2 separate regions of the Oryctolagus cuniculus genome follow, and region 2 is linked to region 1. The links are chromatin contacts, called in public Micro-C maps. All regions are on one chromosome and are shown on one strand. Each heading gives the region's core, a stretch centred on a gene start, on an enhancer-like site or on the middle of the called end of the contact. The rest is flanking DNA. Distances are from core to core; before and after follow the strand shown.

Region 1 (4,887 bases), core at 1,097-3,596:
CCATCAGTTTTTCTTGTAAATTTTTAGAAGACCTCACAGAACTTTGCAGTTTATTTTTTTCGGCCAACACATTAAAACCATTCTTGGATTTCAAGTAGCCAATTTTGCCTTTTATGTATTCTTACATAGTTCCCTCTTGAAGGAAAAAAAAAAGCAGAGTTTTTGCTTTTCCACCCTTTGTTTTGTTCTTAAAAAAAGAAAAAAAGCAAAAACTGCACATTGGATTCACACGGGTTGATAATGGAAAGTTAGTTTTTAGAGTAGAAGTGAAGTAAGCCGACAGCCTTGATTCCCCAGCCACATTAAAGAAGATTCCTGATGTTACAGGAAACAAATCGGTTGCCCCTCCAGCCCCTCAGATTCCAGGCGCGTGACGTAAGCGGGGGCCGGGGCTTTGCCCTGGCGTGTGTGCACGGTTGCGTGGGAAGTCCTGGTACCCCTGGTGTGTTCAGGCCGAGGAGATGGCCGGCAGCAGCCTTCCTCAGTGCCTTGGGAAAGGCGTCCAGAGCAAACGCGTCGTCCTCACCCCCCCCCCCATGCCATCCCTGTCTTCTCCGTCACACTCACGTGGGTCCTGCCGTAATGCTGGTGGGCAGCTGGGCTCGGCATGGCCGCGGCCGCTGCATCTTGCGTTCCTCTCCCCGGAAGGCGCCGTGTGCTGTGTGCTCGTCCCTGGTAAAGCAGCCGGCCCGGGAGCCGGGCGGTGTGCGTGCGTGCATGCGTGCGAGACTCTGACGGCGGCTAATAAAAGCTAAGGTCTAGGGGTTTTTTCCCCTTCCATTTCATTTAACTGTTTTCTCCACTTCTCATCATCTTGTGTTTGACCATTTAAAAGAAGCTTGACTATTCCCCAGCTCTTGTGCCAAGGAGGGCTTTTTCTTTTTTAAGACTTTTAAATTCAAAACTGCACAAAGTACAAGTTTCACGCGTGTATTATACGTGGATAGAAAAGAGTTTGCAAGGCAACTTTTGGAAGTGTTTAAGAAACAGGAAGGAGGGGGAGGGATTGGGAGAGTGGGACAAGTAAATTATATTTGGAAACTAGGAAAAATTAAGAAACCAAATAGGCTGGTCTTGCTTGCTTGCCATGGGTTCTGGAAGGACATGGTCCCTCTAGTTAATTGGCATGTATGTCTTATTTAAAGCAATCTAAGTAGGACAAGCAAGTCAGTAAAATAGAAGCATTAAAAAGAACCATCCTTCAATCACAGATCTTATTTTGGGATTAAGAAAAAAAAAGCTTCTAGCTTTAGCCAGGTGTGCATGTTGCTGCCATTTGCATTTTTGGAATCCTCTTGTGTAACTGTTGCCACGAAAGTGTTACTTAGAATTGTCATAGCTCTCTCCATCTCTGTGCAACAACGTGGAGAATCGTGTTGAGGGAGCCCCCATTTTGCTGCCTTTTGGGACACTTTTCGTTAATACTTGGTCTTGGCTGCATTCTTTTTTTCCTTGTGGGGTTCAAAAGAATAAACATTTTCTTATGGCTAAAACTAGTTTTTTTTTTGTTTTTTTTTGTTTTTTTTTTTGGTTTTGGTTTTGGTTTTTGCCTTTTTAACTGTTCAGGAGGGCACAGCAAGGTAGACTGAGCAGGGCTTCGCGCTCACTGTCTTGGTCCCTCCTTCTCTCCGCCCATCTGCCATCAGTGTCAGCGGGCCGGGAGCAGGCACCGACCCAGAGGAGCCCCGCCAAGGGCCAGGGTGCATGTGAATTTGATTGCTGTTCTCCAACATGTAAACACTCGCATTTGTCCTCTCTCTCTCTGTCCCTGCCCCTCCTTCTCTCTCCCTCTGCCCCTCTCTCCCCATCTCTCTCCACCTCTGCCCCTCTCTCTCCCCATCTCTCCCTCTCTTTCCCCTCTCTCTCTCCCCCTCTGCCCCTCTCTCCTCATTCCCTCCTCTCTCTCTCCCTCCCACCCTCCCCGCTCTGGCATTTGATTCCAGCCAAGGCCAACTTGTTTTCCAGTACCACCCTCCTTTCCTAAAAAAGCAAGTTAGGGTCAGGGGTGGGGAGTGTCAATGAGCAAATCTTGCAAGCAAGTTTCCTTCACCCATGCCTGTGCTCCGAATTTCTGGAATCTTGTTTGGCTGCAGAGTGACCGGTACCCTGCTGGGCCTGCTACCTGCTCAGATCCGGAGCTGCGCTCCAAGGCCACCGCTTGTGTCATCCTGGTCCGCGGAGGCTCTGTGCTCGCCTCCGAGGAGCCAGCGGCCGTTTTTGGCCATTGTTGCAACTGATCTTGGCTGGAGTTTTGGAAAACTCTGCTGCTGGCACCTCACCCTGCGTCCTGACCCCTGGGTAGTCTTCCAGAGGCTGGGCTATTAAGCCACTTGCAGACACAGCACACTCAGTACCGTGAAGGGAATCCCCCAGGGGAAACACCGAGGCCAGCCGGGGTGCCGCTCTCCCTGCAGGGCTGTCTGCCTACGGCTCTCTCCTTTCCACCCAGGAAGTCTCTCTCCTTTCCACCCAGGAAGTCTCCAGTTGTCTTTGTTATTTTATGCGCATCCCACAGTGGCTCCACGTCTCAGTGCATTGTAATTGACCGCATGCCAGGAAGCATCGGTTGGCCTGCTGGATGGTTACGGCTCACAGGAAGGGCGGGCCGAGTGTTCTGACATCTCTGTTGACATCTGCCAAGTGTGCATAAGGAAGTGTCCCTGGAATCATCTTCGCCAAGAGATCCCATAAAGCGGGAGTGAACGCTTTCCTGTGACTCCCCCAGCCGGCAGGGAGGGAGCGGGCCTGCTCCTATGCCATGTCCCAGCCCCACCCAACCGTTCCCCAACCGTGCCATCCATACTGCACGGAGACCCCTAGAGAGGGACAGCAGAAACCTGCCTCGGAGCAGGTCAGTGAAGTCGGACCCCAGAAACTGTTGGCAGCAGGGCCTGGAAGGGGAGGCCCCCCGCCAGACCTGTGAGTGCCGGGTTCCCGCAGCCCAGCTGCACTGGCCGCCTCTGCTCGGCTTCCTGCGGGGCCCTGGAGCACAGCAGGGCCCTCAGACAGGGATGGGAGGCAGCTCCCGGTTTCGCCACCCTTAGCTCGGGGCCTCCCCTCACCTCGGGGGCCAGGGCATTTCCTCCCCGGTTTTCAGGAAGGTCCCTTGCAGCCCGCCTGAAAGAGACAGGAAGCAAAAGAGCAGGTTGGAAACTCCCCGGGGCCTCCCAGGCGGGAGTTAGAACTCCTGGTGAAGGCGGGGCCCTGGCTCCGGGCTCCGCCCCTGGGCCGCTTGCCCTGCACTGCCCCACTGTGTGGGCCCCGCCCCCACCTGACTGCGTTTTAACAAGACCTCCTGGTGATGGGGTCGCAGGTTGTTCTAGAAGTCCCGTCCTGAGCTGACTTTCTTAACCTCGTGCAGAAAGAACGCCGAGGGGCTGGTGCTGTGGCGCAGCGGGTGAAAGCCCTGGCCTGCAGTGCCGCCATCCCACATGGGCGCCAGTTTGAGTCCTGTCCCGGTTGCTCCTCTTTTGACCCAGCTCTCTGCTATGGCCTGGGAAAGCAGCAGAATTGGGTCCCACGTGGGAGACCTGGAAGAAGCTCGTGGCTCCTGGCTTCAGATCAGCACAGCTCCGGCCATTGCAGCCATCTGGGGAGTGATCCAGCGGGTGGAAGACCTCTCTCTCTGTCTCTACCTCCCTCTGTAACTCTCTTTCAAATAAATAAAATAAAATCTTAAAAAAAAAAAAAAAAAAAACAGACTTTGGAAGAAAGAGCTTGCGAGGGCCGCCACGCGGGAGGCGGAGAACTCTGCATCTCGTCCCTTTCCCTTGGGACACCTTAGAGCGTCAGCTTTAGGGGGACAGAAACGGCCGTCAGGATGTCTGCTCCTGACCCTGGAACCCAGACGACGACCAGGCTCCGCAAATGCTCGCCAAGGGAAGGAAGCTTCCTGAGCAGCGAGGCTGAGGCGTGTCAAAGTCAAAGTCAAATCGCGGGTCTGCGACCGCGAGGGCTGCAGGAATGACACGTGGAAACAGCCCAGGCAGCGTGTTCACTGTGGCGTCTTCCACCTGCTCATCTCTGGCTTCTACTGAGAGCGTGTTTTGTTTGTTCTTTTTTTTTTAAAAGATTTTAGTTATTTATTTGAGAGGTAGAGTGAGAGAGAGACCTCGCTGCAGGGAGCCTGCAGCCCACACAGCCCTAGACCCAGCGCCCAGCAATGCAAGTCAGCGGTCAGCCAGCAGATCGTATAAGACGTCCACCAGGAGGGCTCTGGGGGTGGGTGCCACGCTGCCTCTCTCCCTCTCTCCTCCGGCTGGCTCGGAGCATCTCTGCTCGATTCCTCTCTCAGGGCTTGCGTTCAGCTCCTCTGCCTTTGCCTGGGTCCCAGCCCAGCAGACCCTCAGGATGGGCTCCCGAGGGTTCTAGGCTGAGCTGCACACCCCGAGGGGGCCTTTGACCCCCCCCACCACCACCACCAGGAAGCCCTGGATCGGTTACTCTGGGAGATGACCCATTCTGCCTCCCTGCCCAGCTGAGGGGTGGCAGGGGTGCTCCCCAGGTGTGTTCGACTGGGCACAGCCCTCCCCTGACTGCCTGGAGCTCTCGATGGACATGGTGTGCTGCTGGGACACTCAGCCATACTCAGGACCACCGTGGTCAAACGACAGGTGTCCTCACAGCCGCCGGAAGCAGCCTGTTAAACAATCACCTCTGTGTGTGAGACAGCTTCCCGAGGCCCCCCCTACCCAGCTCCTGACTCGCCCTCTGGGCTAGGGCCTGAGCGGCCGCCCTTCTCAGAAGGAACAGTGGCTTGTGCCGCTGAAGCCGTCTCTCCCTGCTGCCACCAGAGGGCGCAGCACAGCCGAGGCTCTGCCCCAGACGTGTCATAGTAAGCCTGGCTGCTGGGTGGCAAGGGGGACCTCGGAGCCCGCCTGGACAGGC
Region 2 (4,887 bases), core at 1,397-3,896, 82 kb before region 1:
ACCCAGACACCCACCTGTCAGTACAGCTTCTGCTGTTAACTGATTTGCCACCCTGCCTCCCAGGGTACTAATCAACCCTCAGTCAGTTTCCTTGTGGGTCGAACAAGATGACCTGACCTGCTTCCCTCGCAGGGTCACTGCAAACACAGAGCCCATCTGGCAACTGGTGTTACAGAAATGCAGGCGGGCAGGGGCTTCTGCGACTCTGGCTGGCAGCGTGAGGGCCCAGGCTTTCCCCAGGTGTGGCGAACCGAGCCAGGGAGCCCGCAGCTTGCGCAGGGCAATGCCTGCCAGGAAACTCGCGCGCTGAGCTGGATTTCACCCGGCCTTTTCTGCAAGACCAGGGCTCGGTGGGAACGCCCGCCACGACCTTCCGCCCTGAGCCAAGCAGGCAGGGAGCAGTGCGGTGGGCAGGTCCTCCCTCCCCTCCCTGAGACTCGTCCCCACCAAGGCATGATCTTGCTCTGCTCGGGGCACACCTGGCTAAAGCGTGGCTAAGCCGAGCCTTCATTCACTGAACACTCATGAGCCTGGGAGTCGGCCACCTGCACTCGACTCCTGGTTGTGCAATTAATTAGCTGGCAGGACCTCAGGGAAGGTGGTCAGGGTCTCAGGGCGTAACTTCTCATCTGTACAGCGTTACTCTCCCAGGGCTGTGACGCTAACACGAGGTTGTGCACTGAGCATAGTCCATGAACGTTAGCAATCATTATTACCACACAGGCCTGGCACACTGACTGCAGAAAACTCTGAAAATTCCAAGCTGCACACGGCTTCTGTCAAGTACCCGCGGTGCTCCATCCCGAATACCAGTGCTGCGTTTTGTGCGTGCATCCTTTCAGGGGTTTTCTGGCTTAGGCCTCGTTTGTTTCCCTGCAAACATGGGATGGTACAGCACAGGCCAGGACAGCTCCTCTACAACATTATATACGGCACAGTGGTTAGGAGTCCGGACTCTGGCAGCAGCCTGCTGGGGTTTGAGTCAGAGGTCTCTGTCACTCGGTGTCCTTGGCGGAATCCCCTGCCCACCCTGAGTCACGATCACCTGTGGCGATGATTCTAGCCCTGTGTCTCCCATGATAAGCAGGTCATGTTGGCTCCACTTCGTAGATGAGAAAACTGAGGCTCAGAGGGAACAAGGCCAATGACTGGGCCTCTCTCATCTGGAAGACGGTGTTGTCATAATCTCAAGCTCATAGGATGTTGTGAGCTTTAAAGCAAATGCATGGGACTCGGAGCAGGGACTGTGATCCGGGGTGCTCGCGGGCTTCCACAGCCAGGGTGTGCGGCAGCTTCCTTAACCAGCCCTCTTCGTAGGATAACTGTAGGGCTGTTTCCAAACCACCCGGATTGTGACTGGTGTAGGCCAGGAACAAAGCCCTCCTGCGATTGAGGGAACTGAAGCTGCGGACCGAGGTGGAACCCACATTTCCTTATTTGGAGAACAGGATGTGGTGATCTCCCTCCAGGCTGCTGAGTTGAGCTGAAGCCCAAGTGTCAATCCCAACCCCTGGCTCATCAGAAAGTCCCAGGAGCGGGGGACAAGCCTCAGTTCCTGTCTGGGCCCTGGCCTTTTGAAGGAGAGCTACTTACTTCCCTTCCTCGTCTTACTCGTCTGTAGAATGGCCAGTGCAGGTCTCCGCCGCCTCCTGACTGGAGTGGCAGGATGGGGAGCAGGGGGCTCTCCTCTTCCCCCTTAGAATCCCCGAGGGCCACGGCGGGGCTGAGCAGGGAGAGGCTGGTGCTTGGCTGCAGCCCAAAGGGCTTGGCCAGGCTGCGTAGGGAAAAGGCAGCTGGGACTGTGGGAGGGGAATAGAGGGCCATGGAGAAGGGCAGTTGCACTCTGGCCTGTTCTTGGGCTCCTGGCAAGAAGGCCATGCCCAGACAAGCGCCCGATCAACACCCCTAACATCCACAGCACGCGCCTGAGCCTCGAGGCTTGAACTTGCTCAGCTCACGCCTGGGCTCATTTGCTATACTCTGCCGACTGTGTGGCTTTGTTTTCTCTGAACCTCAGTTTTCTCATCTATAAAGTGGAGCCAATGTGACCTGTTTGAGCGGGAACACGGGGCTAGGATCATCTCCAGAGTTGATCTAGACCCGGGGGAGGCAGGTGATCCCACCGGGGACACCGTGGGTTGGTGTCGGGATCGGACGGCTCCTTCTCCGGGCCTCACTCAGACTGCACTTCCTCTGCTCCCAGCACCCAGCCCTCCGACCGCTCCGGGCCATTCCACGCCTCAGCCCTGTCAAGCTCTTATCTGATGACAGGCTAGACCCGGAGCTTCAGCAGTCTGGCACAGGTCCCCAGCGCCTTGCTCACCTGTCCTCTGGATCACTCACCTCTCCATTCCACAGGGTGCCAGGGCCCTGACCTGGACAGCAGGGGCATGGCAGGGAGTGGGAGACACCACGGAGGCGGGGGCGGGGGTCTCAGCCACTCTGGCCCTTGCAGTTATGCGCATGAGGGATACGCAGGACTGGGGTCCCCACAGGGTCTGGAGCCAGAACCTTACCACGTACCTGTCCTCCCTAGCGCATCCAGGCCTCCGGATAACTCGGGCCCCTCCTGCGTCTTCCTCCAGGAGCCAGTGTGACTCGGCAGCAGCTGTGCCTTCCTGCTGCTCCGAGCAGAGCATTCTGCCCGTATCCTTTCCCAGGGATGGGCTGGCCTTGGTGCAGCTCCAAGCTTGCAGAGTTTGCTATTCTTGACTACCCAACATTACCCTACCAACGTAGCAGAGTAGAAGCGAGGGCCAAGAAACAGGCCCAGCGTGAACAGCAGTTACTTACTGTTAGCTACTGTACACCTGGCTCAGGAAGCTCATTACCTTCCAAGCCTTCAAATCAACCCGGGGCGGGGCGGGGTGTGTGTGGGGGGGAGGCTCTGAGAGACTCAGGAACTTGCCCGATCTAGTTCAGTGGCCAAGCTGGAATTTCAACCCCGGTCTCAAAAAGCAGGACTCTTGCCATCTTTCTACAACGCATCTCCACAGGCAATGGATGCGGTTCCCAAGGACCTTTTGGTCCAGGCGGATGGCTGCACCTCAGCCAGGACACCCCATGCTAGACACAGCACCCGCAGAGACAAAGGCAGGAAGGAGGGAGACACAGCTGCAGGGGATTTAAGGACAGTGAGCAGGCCTGGGGCACTGGAAGAGGAGGGTAGGGCCGCACCCGACCGGCTCTGGACTCGGCACTAAAGAGAATGTGCTTTCTATTCCAGGCACTGGGCCACCTTTGAAGGTTTGTAAGGAGCAGAAAGGAACAGCTGGGATTCGGGTTCCTTCCGGGGTGGGTGCTGATACGGGGGTGACCATAAGGGAAAGAGGTCCACCGCGTCCATCTACTCCCCAGGAAGTTTGAAAAATGCCCTGGAAAATGAACTGCCCCCCCCCCCCCCCCCCCCGCTGGAAATCTGGTCAAGCCACGTGCTGGGATGCCCTGCAGTGACGGACGGGGCAAAACCGTGGAAAGACGCTGTGTACGCCGGAGAACAGGAGGCGGGACTTCACAGCCATTCGGCCCCTGTTCCCTGTGGTACAGTAATGTCATCCGTGGGGGAAGTGCGAGGAAGGGCAACGCAACGGGACGCCAGCAGCAGTCGTGCGGAGGCTGCGAGGCTCTCCGGCTCCTAGGCGGCATGTCCCCAGCTCCCTCTGCCAAGAATCCTGGCGGTCCTTTCTGATGGTTGCTCCGCCGTCCGTGCATGGCAGGGGCGTTAACGGGGAGAGACGCCAGTCGCCCAGCACAGCGCTACTACGGGTGGAGGGTCGCCGGCCCGGCGCCGCGGCCTCACAGGAGCCCAGCCAAGGCTCCGGTCCCCGCCCCGGGGCGGGCACGCCCCCAGTGACGAGGCGCGGCGACGGCGGCGGCGGCGGCGCCCTCACAGGTCCCGCGGACCCAACGCGGCCTGCGGACGTGGAAGCCCCGGCCGCGCCGCCCCGCACAGCCCGGCGGCCTCGCGCGACGTCGCGCGCCCCACGGCCACGCCCCCCGTGACGCAGCGCCCGGGGGCGGGAACCGCGGCGGCCCCGCCCCGCGCCTCCTGCGATTGGCCGCCGCGCTGTCACCACGTCGCGGGAAGCTGGCAGGGTGTGTGTCCGTGTGTGTGGGGTTTGCTTTGTCATTCGTACCCCCGCCGCGCGCTGACGCGGCCGAGCTGGCCGAGCGCTCCGGCGTGCGCAGCGAGGGCCCCGGCGCCGCTCCCGGGACGCTCCCTTACATAATGACGCAACGGGCTGAAGCACATGTCAGCGCAGAAACCCCACACGCCGCACGCCCGGGCTTCAGGATCCCATTGCTGGGCGAGAGCCCACTCTGCCCTTCGGCGCGGCGTGCTCTGAAATGGATTCTAACACAGTGACACACGCAACCCCAAAACCCTGAAGCGTATCTTCGCAACAACGCATAATATAGGATGTTATATTTATAGGGCCTATTTATAAGCCTCTATTTAACTCTTTTCTGATAGGCCCTTCAGCGGGTCCAGACACCATAACGATTGGCGCATTCTTCCGTCCTTCAAGGAGGCGGGTTCTAGAGTCCGTTTTGCTCCAGTGGGCCCTCGGATTGGCCATCGGCAGCCTACCGGCGTCTTCGATTGGTCCCGCGGGCCGTCCGTCGGGGCCGAGGAGGCGGGGCAGAAGGCTGGCTGGTGCTGGGCGGGCGGGCCCCGGAATTGTCATTTCTTTGTTTCCGAAGGCGGAGGAGGCTCTGAGCCCCCCCTCCTCGTGCCACCCCCTCCCCCCGGGTGCTGGCTCCATGTCTGTGTGACCGGCCCCAGGGGTAGAGTCCAGGCCCGACGCGGGGCGGGCCGGCGGCGGCGGCGGCGGCGGCGGCTGAGGCGAGAGGCGGCGGCGGCGGCGAGGGCGGCGCGGGCACCGG

What was found. A called contact is a pair of places that touch in the nucleus more often than the background predicts.
Region 2: a Micro-C map of ear pinna shows a contact between it and region 1, with 2.4 times the contacts expected there. The contact joins the promoter of LOC100342463 here to the enhancer-like site in region 1. A contact is called at or near these places in 3 of 6 Hi-C or Micro-C datasets (ear pinna, psoas muscle and an unstated tissue).

What each region holds. Positions count from the first base shown.
Region 1 is chr7:145,853,175-145,858,061 of mOryCun1.1, reverse strand. It overlaps MACO1 (macoilin 1), which reads left to right. Exons shown (of 9, transcript XM_070079065.1): 9 at 1-97. Among named protein-coding and RNA genes, the nearest start is that of LDLRAP1, 31 kb to the right of the region's middle. Within about 2 kb of position 2,346, at least 5 of the 8 cell types and tissues checked have an H3K27ac peak or open chromatin away from gene starts, as enhancers often do. A contact at or near this core is called in ear pinna, where this site is marked.
Region 2 is chr7:145,935,433-145,940,319 of mOryCun1.1, reverse strand. It overlaps LOC100342463 (RH-like protein), which reads right to left and starts at 2,646. Exons shown (of 10, transcript XM_051856661.2): 1 at 2,524-2,646. It overlaps MACO1 (macoilin 1), which reads left to right and starts at 4,810. Exons shown (of 9, transcript XM_070079065.1): 1 at 4,810-4,887.